Linked DNA regions of Rattus norvegicus: region 2 is linked to region 1. The links are chromatin contacts, called in public Hi-C maps. All regions are on one chromosome and are shown on one strand. Each heading gives the region's core, a stretch centred on a gene start, on an enhancer-like site or on the middle of the called end of the contact. The rest is flanking DNA. Distances are from core to core; before and after follow the strand shown.

Region 1 (3,700 bases), core at 132-2,631:
ACCCAGTTTCCAAAACAATGGAATAAACTACAATGTATAGCCTAAACTGAGTCTGCCTGAGGGTCAGGGATTACCTAAGCAGATTCTGAAAGGAAAAGTAGCCAGAGAGACCAGTTAAGGAAGGATGACAAATGCTCTCACAGTAGGAACACAGCCCTAGGTTTCTCTATATTTACCCAACATCCACTCAAGGAAGTCCAGTCTTTATGAGGACCATCCTAGTGACTTTGACTCTTTTCTATATCATGTGGACAAGAGACAGGGAACACCTCCTGGCAACACTGTCCACACGCAGCACCACCCGGGGAACACTGTGATCTCCTGACACCACCACAGGCAGACCTCCTCGAATGAGCACCAGTCCCCTTCAAAGAACCAAATTATCCAGGAGAAGCCTTTTGTCAATGTACTCCCCAAACAAGGGCCCTAGCCCAGATCCAAAGCAAAAAAATTCCCCATCTTCATCAAGCAACTAGGCTTAAGTAGGACAGCCTATAGCTAACTGTTCGCTTCCTGACACCGGCAATTGGATTTCAAAACAAACTCAGCAAATGAGGTTCTGTTGACACTTCTTACAGATGAGGGCGTTGAGAACCTGAGTTAGCAAGTGACAGAATCTTCAGGATTTACTCCCAGATCAGCCTGCTGTGTCCCCAGCCCTGTGATGTCCCTACTGTCCACAGAACCCACGGGGCACAGGAGTGAACCAAGCAGAATATCACTGCAACACCCCAATTTCCATGCCACCCCACCCCCATACCCTTGGCTCAGAGGCCCTAACTGGCAGGTGACAAATCACATTCTACTCTTAGGCAATCTCTCAACACCAAACACATTCAGAGGCAAAGATTTACAATGGCCAATACTTCCTTCTTACCCAGAGAGTCATTTTCATGAACTGACAACTCCAGCCCGGAGGAACCCACCATTATGTAATGTCAGAGGGCAGGCGACAAGGGGCAAGAGAAACCAAGGCCCATCAACGCTCCCTCCCTTCGCCCACAAAGATATAAATTTGTGTCTGACATTTTGAGTGTTTCCGTGGCCTACACATTCATGACTGGCTTTGCACAAGACGACCACAGATCCCTGCAAACCTCTCAGGCCTCAATTCGCTCACTAGGAAAGCCAGAAGAATATAAAATACATAAAGCAAAGGTGAGGGAGATCCTGTCTTGGATGATGTGCGGACAGAAAAATGCTCGAAGAGTTGGGAGGACGCAGAGTCGGTGTCTTCCACCAAGACGCATGTTTATTTTTACCCGGTGTGTTGACACCCGAGATACCGCGAGGCCTCCAGCGTTGGATGCCTGTGGGATCCAGTAGAGATGCTGCCGGCAGGCTCGATGTAGAGCATCACAGAGCTCCCCGAGAAGCCCGCGGCAAGGGGACCGCAAGTCTAAGACCGCGCTCCAAAGACGCGGCCAGAGAACCGCTAGGCTGTGCCACTGCCATGACAACCGCCGGCGCCACCCGGCCAAATCCCCAGTGTATCCAGCTCCCAGCCACCCAGCTGGCTCTGCTAAGCCCGGCACCACTGGACCTAGCACGGCCCAGCTCGGCCCACCTACCTGGCGCGCCCTGGCCCGGACACTTGCTCAGTCCCAGCCTCCGTCCTCCGGGCCGCGCACCCTGGCCTCCGCCCCGCCGGCTGCTGCCCAGTCCTGAAGACTGGACGGGACTTGTTTTCTGGCCGGCTCGCTCCGGCCAGTGGCGTCCACCCCAGACCCGAACCCGCCGTTCCCTGGCAGCCCGAATCCTGCCACCACCTTCTCTCAGAACACGGCACACAGCCCCGCCCCGGTTCCGCCCCCTCACCGCGCATGCGCGCCCCACTCCCTGACTGACGCCCTGCCCCCTCCTCGCTGGCTCCGCCCTTGGGAGGCCGCTCCTCCCATAAGGTCCCACCCCTCTCCTGTGATGTCACCCAGGAGTGGGAGGTTTTTCCACCTTCACAAGCCCTGAGGCTCCTGCCCAGGGAACAAGTGATTCCAGAAAGGCAGTGGAGGTCAGAAGTGCAGGTGTAGCTAATCCATCACTCAGTAGGCATGGCCGTCAACGCGCTGCAATCGTTTGAACACACTTGCTTCCAGACCTGTACTACCCAAGAAAAAACGGTCCTTAACACTTCCTCCACAAAATTCTATTTTCCTGTAGGGAGGAAGACCAGTCAGAACTTTCAGGAGATACGTTTGTTTAATTTTATTGTATTATTTGTTTATTTCCATTGAGACAGGGTCTCCCTGCCTCTGATGTTTGTGTGTTAACTCTGCTGAAACAACATTTCTACCTGAGGAAGGGAAACTTAACTGTACTAAACAAAAACACCTTTCAGCTTTTTCATCCATCATTTGTCTTCTTTGTTGTTGTTGTTGTTGCTTGTTCTGTTCTGTCTTGATTTGGTTTAGGGGGGATTGTCTTTTGCTTTTGTTTTTGTTTTTTTTTTTTTTTTTTTTTTGAACAGGGTCACCAACTCACTAGGTAGCTGAGGCTGCCTATCTCTTGCAATCTCTTCATGATCCTGCCACTGTGCCCTAAAGATAACAGGTACACACCGCCACACCCACTTTTATCTTCTAAAGAGTAACTTATTACCAAATGCTTTTATTTCAGATGAGCGGGAGAAAATATTGACTGAACCTTAACCCTAAGACCAAACACCAAGAAACTCAAACACGCTTGTAAAAATTAAAAATATCGTCCTATTTTTTTTTCTAAAATTCAAGTGACTTCAGTATAGCTGATTTTCTTCTGGTAACATTATTAACAGAAACCCCCCTTTCACTCTCAAAAGCATTCCACAATCAGATAATAAATTTTATGGCCGGAGTCCTAATTTGCTTTCTGTTCTCCTGAGGTAAACCACTGGCCAGAAACAACTTGGGTAGGAAAAGGTTTATTTGGCTTACAGGTTACAAGTCGATTGTCAGGCAGGAAAAAACCTAGAGGCAGGAACTGAAGCAAACGCCAGGAGCTGAAAGTCTTCACAGCCTGCTTAGCCTGCTACTTATAGAATTCAGGACCAGCTGCCTGGGGTGGCACCACCTACAGTAGATCTTGTCCTCCTGAATCAACCATTAAGAAAATGTCTCGGGTTGGGGATTTAGCTCAGTGGTAGAGCGCTTGCCTAGGAAGCGCAAGGCCCTGGGTTCGGTCCCCAGCTCCGGGGAAAAAAAAAAAAAGAACCAAAAAAAGAAAAAAAAAGAAAATGTCTCACACAGGTGCCTACAGAGCAACTCTGCCAAGGTCTTTTCTCAACTGAGGCTCCCTCTTCCCAGAGGATTCTAGCTGTGTCAACCTAATGACAAAGAGTGGCCTGTATAGCAACGTCATTTATAATCAAGCCGAGGAGGGTTTTCACTCCAATAGCCTCCAACTTTTTTCTTTAATTTATGAGTTTAAAAATAAACATTAATCTCACTTCAACAGCCATTCAAGACTTTGATCTGGGTTCCAGTATCTGTTCCTTGACTCTTGTACATTCTGAGTAATGTGAAAAGACCACCATGATCCCCAAGATCAAAATAACTAACTAAATAAAGTCTCCACAGCTTTTTACTGTGCTGACGGACACTCCCATTCCACCGCAGAATGAAGATTAGCAAGGAAAGGCGGAGCCTCAACAAATATGGCAATGAGCATGTCCCTGCACATGACAACATAACAGACTTAGCCTTGGCACAGGGTACCAGTCTTTCAA
Region 2 (3,529 bases), core at 583-3,082, 62 kb before region 1:
GATCTTCAGTTTCACCAGACCAGTCCCCAGTTCTAGGAGCACTAGCTATCCTGAGTCCTAGTTCAACCAGAAGGGTCCACGCCAGGACACCTCTCAAAGGCTTGGTTGCTCTCTCCTGGCCCTTCCAACACTGTTACAGCAGGGGGCCTGCATGCTTCATGTTCATGACCAGATGCCTAGCATAGTGGGGGAGACTCACCTGCCAGAGAGAGGCCCACCATGTCGGCTGTCACGTCAATGGTGGAAGCCCGCTGCATCGCACGGGCCCTGGCACCATGGCGAGGGCTGTGCTCTCTTGCTGTCATGATGTCATTGGTGAGGGTATGCTTCTTGTTCCTTGGTCACCTCACCTGATTCCCCAAAGCAGAGCCGTCTCCAGGCCCTGGATCCCTACAATGGCAGTATCCCTGAGACATGGGAGCAAACACTAGTGAGAGTCTAGAGGCTGATGATGGAGAGACGGTTCCTGTGGAAAGAGAGCAGGACCTAACCCTGTCGAGATGCTAAGAGCAGTGTCTCGTGACAGGTGGAATCTGGCTAGGATGTCTGACACCTTCTCCTATCTTCCTCTTCCCCGCCCTCTACACGATGTACCCGAGGATGCGCTTCTACCAAAACAGGCTGCAAAACAAGACAGCCTAACTGTAGTCATAGAGTGATGCATTCATGCGTTTCTTACTGCTCTCGAGCTCTCTTCTATTGGCAAGTCTCACAGAATCTTCCATCAATCCCACAGCACAACCTCTGCTAGAAGGACAGAGACTCTGTGAAGATCTCTGCTGTCCAGAGCAACAGACAAAGCTTGAAGCCTCAGCCTGATTTTTACTCCCTTCAGCTACCAAGTTCCGTTGTGTTTTAGTCTCAAGCTTTCTCCACAGTGTCAGGTGACAATCTACCCTTAACCACCAGGGAGCAGCATGCTGGGGATGGAAGGAGCTGTGACAGAAAGCCCCGCAGCTGAGTGTGAATGATGCTGGCCCAGCTTAGTGCAGACCTCCCACTTTGCTTCAGGTTCAACAGCAAGAAGGGACTTTCAGGTTTATCCGACCCCGTGTACCACAGAAGGGAACATCCTTCACAAGTTAGGATGGCTAACAGAGCCTTGTTAAGAGAACCCTCTCAGAAGTGCCCATAGACCCAAACACACCACCTCCTGCTCACACCTTTAGACCCGGGCTACCGCTCAAGTCTGTTTGACAAGTGACTTACCATACATGCTTGCCGTTGGACTACATGGCATTGCGTCACGGAAGGACAAACAGATCCATCATCTAGAGACAGAAAAGAACAACCTGATGAGCTCACCAATATCAAGTTCCCCAGAGCATGACAGTCAACAGTTACTCCTCTAACTTCTCACTCCGAAGATTGAGAGAGGAAGATGCGCATTCCCTTACACGCCAAGGGGTATCTGCCAGGGAGTCTGGGCCTGCCCCAAGATCCAAGCAGGAAATGTGGTTTGGAGAAAATGAGAGAAGCTGGGTCCTGGCTTGCCCACTCACACAGCACAGACCCCAGGAGGGCTGGAGTGCGGCTCTGAGACTCTGCTCTTGGTTGTCTGAGAGGCTGGCTGCACTGCTCTCACAGTGAGAGCCAAATGCATGTTAGTGAGAGCGGGCTCAGTGCGCTCCACTGGGCCCCCGCCTGCCATCACTACAGGCTGAGCAGGTTCCTCCCTGCAAAATGGAACACTCAGGCCAGGGAGCCATGAGCTGTTAGGGCAAGACTCGGGGCCCAGCCCACCAACTTGGTGAGAGTGAGCAGGAGAGCACAGCAGGGCAGTGCACTCAGACCTTGAACTGATCATGTCCTTCTGCAGGCTGTGCTCCTAACTTTCCCACTTGGGTCAGCCAAAGATTTCTGACCTATGAGCCTCAGACTCATAGACTGGTTGGGGAGCCACTCTAGAAACTGCTGAAAGGAAGAAGTTACTCAGTGCTGTTATCCAAGAATTTGCAAGGCAAATATTGAAACTTAGAAAGCTCGGACTACCTCAGTGGCTGGTCATGTCACAAAGAGTCTCAGCCGAGGAATTATCTAGCTCATGTTGGTCTGTGGCAAGCAGTCCTGCCGGCTAGCTGACCCAGCCCACTGTGGGCAGTGTAATGTCTCACACCTCCCACTGGCGGGTCCTGAGCTGCTTACAAGTGAAGCCAGCTGCTGAGAAAGCAGTCCCTGAGCATGGACGCACGTGTTTCTCTCTGCTCTTGCCAGTGGGTGTGATGCAGCCAGCAGACTGCCTGAGCTCTTGCTTTGACTATCCCCACCCCAGCCTACAGGGTGATGACTTTTGAACTGTAAGGCAAGGAAACCCTTTCTTCCCTAAGTTGCTTCTTGTCAGTGCATGTGTCACAGTAGCAGGACAAAGCTAGGACAACTCCTGAAATCTGTGACAGACGCAGTAGGAGTGGACCAAGCTCCTGGGTGATACAAACATCAAGGGAAGGAGTCATGAAACAGGAGTGTGTACAATATTTTATAAACCCATCAAACTCCAGCAAAGTAACACTAACTCCACCTGACCCACCTATCTGTTCTTCCAAAATATATAATGCTGGCAGACCTGGGCCCTTCTATACCATGGCAAGCAATCAAACAGGAAAAGAATCATGCACCAAAACTGCTTATTGTAAATAATGGAGACTAGAATCAATCTCAGTGCCCAGTGACAATACAGTCAGGAACACCAATGAGACGCTATAATCATTCTTTTTTTTCGGAGCTGGGGACCGAACCCAGGGCCTTGCGCTTCCTAGGCAAGCGCTCTACCACTGAGCTAAATCCCCAACCCCCGCTATAATCATTCTAAAACACCCAGACGTCATGCACAAGATCAACTGAAGCCATGAGGCTTGAAACTACCACTTAAATAGCTACAGTGATGAAGAGTGAGCCAAGAACTGGCAAGGATGTAGGAGGGTTAGAACCAGCTGTGCTGGGCTAGAGAAAGATGGTGTAGCTATGCTGGGCAGCTGTAAGTCCCTTCCCAAGTAGCACATGTGACCCATCTGAAACATGGGATACAATTAGGGACACAACATGGGAAACAGAAAGGCACATTTATATATGATATGCACACACGCACACACATACACACACTCTCTCACACACATACACCAGCGTGCATGTGTGCACAGATACGCACAGACACAGAGACACAGACACAGAGACACAGACACAGAGACACAGACACAGACACAGACACAGACACAGACACAGACACAGACACAGACACAGACACAGACACAGACACACACACACACACAGACACAGACACAGACACAGACACAGACACAGACACACACACACACACACACACACACCATGGAGATGTTTTAGAGCAGTGACAGACATTAAGAGTAGTTCAACATCTGTAAAATGTACAGAACAAAACAGATTAGTTACTGGGAAAGCAACCACACCCGGGGCAGTTGACTGGTATGAAGTACAGGCAGGCACAGGGCTCAAAATCCGTGCTGTGAAGTCAGAAAGAGATCATGTAGGGCTGGGTGTCCACTACAAAGGTGGG

Evidence for each region. A called contact is a pair of places that touch in the nucleus more often than the background predicts.
Region 2: a Hi-C map of liver shows a contact between it and region 1, with 2.9 times the contacts expected there. The contact joins the enhancer-like site here to the promoter of Inpp4a in region 1. A contact is called at or near these places in 4 of 12 Hi-C or Micro-C datasets (Schwann cells, frontal cortex, liver and 1 more) and 1 of 1 datasets of contacts at active chromatin or transcription factors (oligodendrocytes).

The regions. Positions count from the first base shown.
Region 1 is chr9:47,022,173-47,025,872 of GRCr8, reverse strand. Inpp4a (inositol polyphosphate-4-phosphatase type I A) reads right to left here and starts at 1,381. Exons shown (of 26, transcript NM_031002.4): 1 at 1,263-1,381.
Region 2 is chr9:47,084,349-47,087,877 of GRCr8, reverse strand. Inpp4a (inositol polyphosphate-4-phosphatase type I A) reads right to left here. Exons shown (of 26, transcript NM_031002.4): 2 at 1,210-1,271; 3 at 200-407. The coding sequence starts at 305. Among named protein-coding and RNA genes, the nearest start is that of Inpp4a, 62 kb to the right of the region's middle. Within about 2 kb of position 1,832, at least 9 of the 93 cell types and tissues checked have an H3K27ac peak or open chromatin away from gene starts, as enhancers often do. A contact at or near this core is called in Schwann cells and liver, where this site is marked.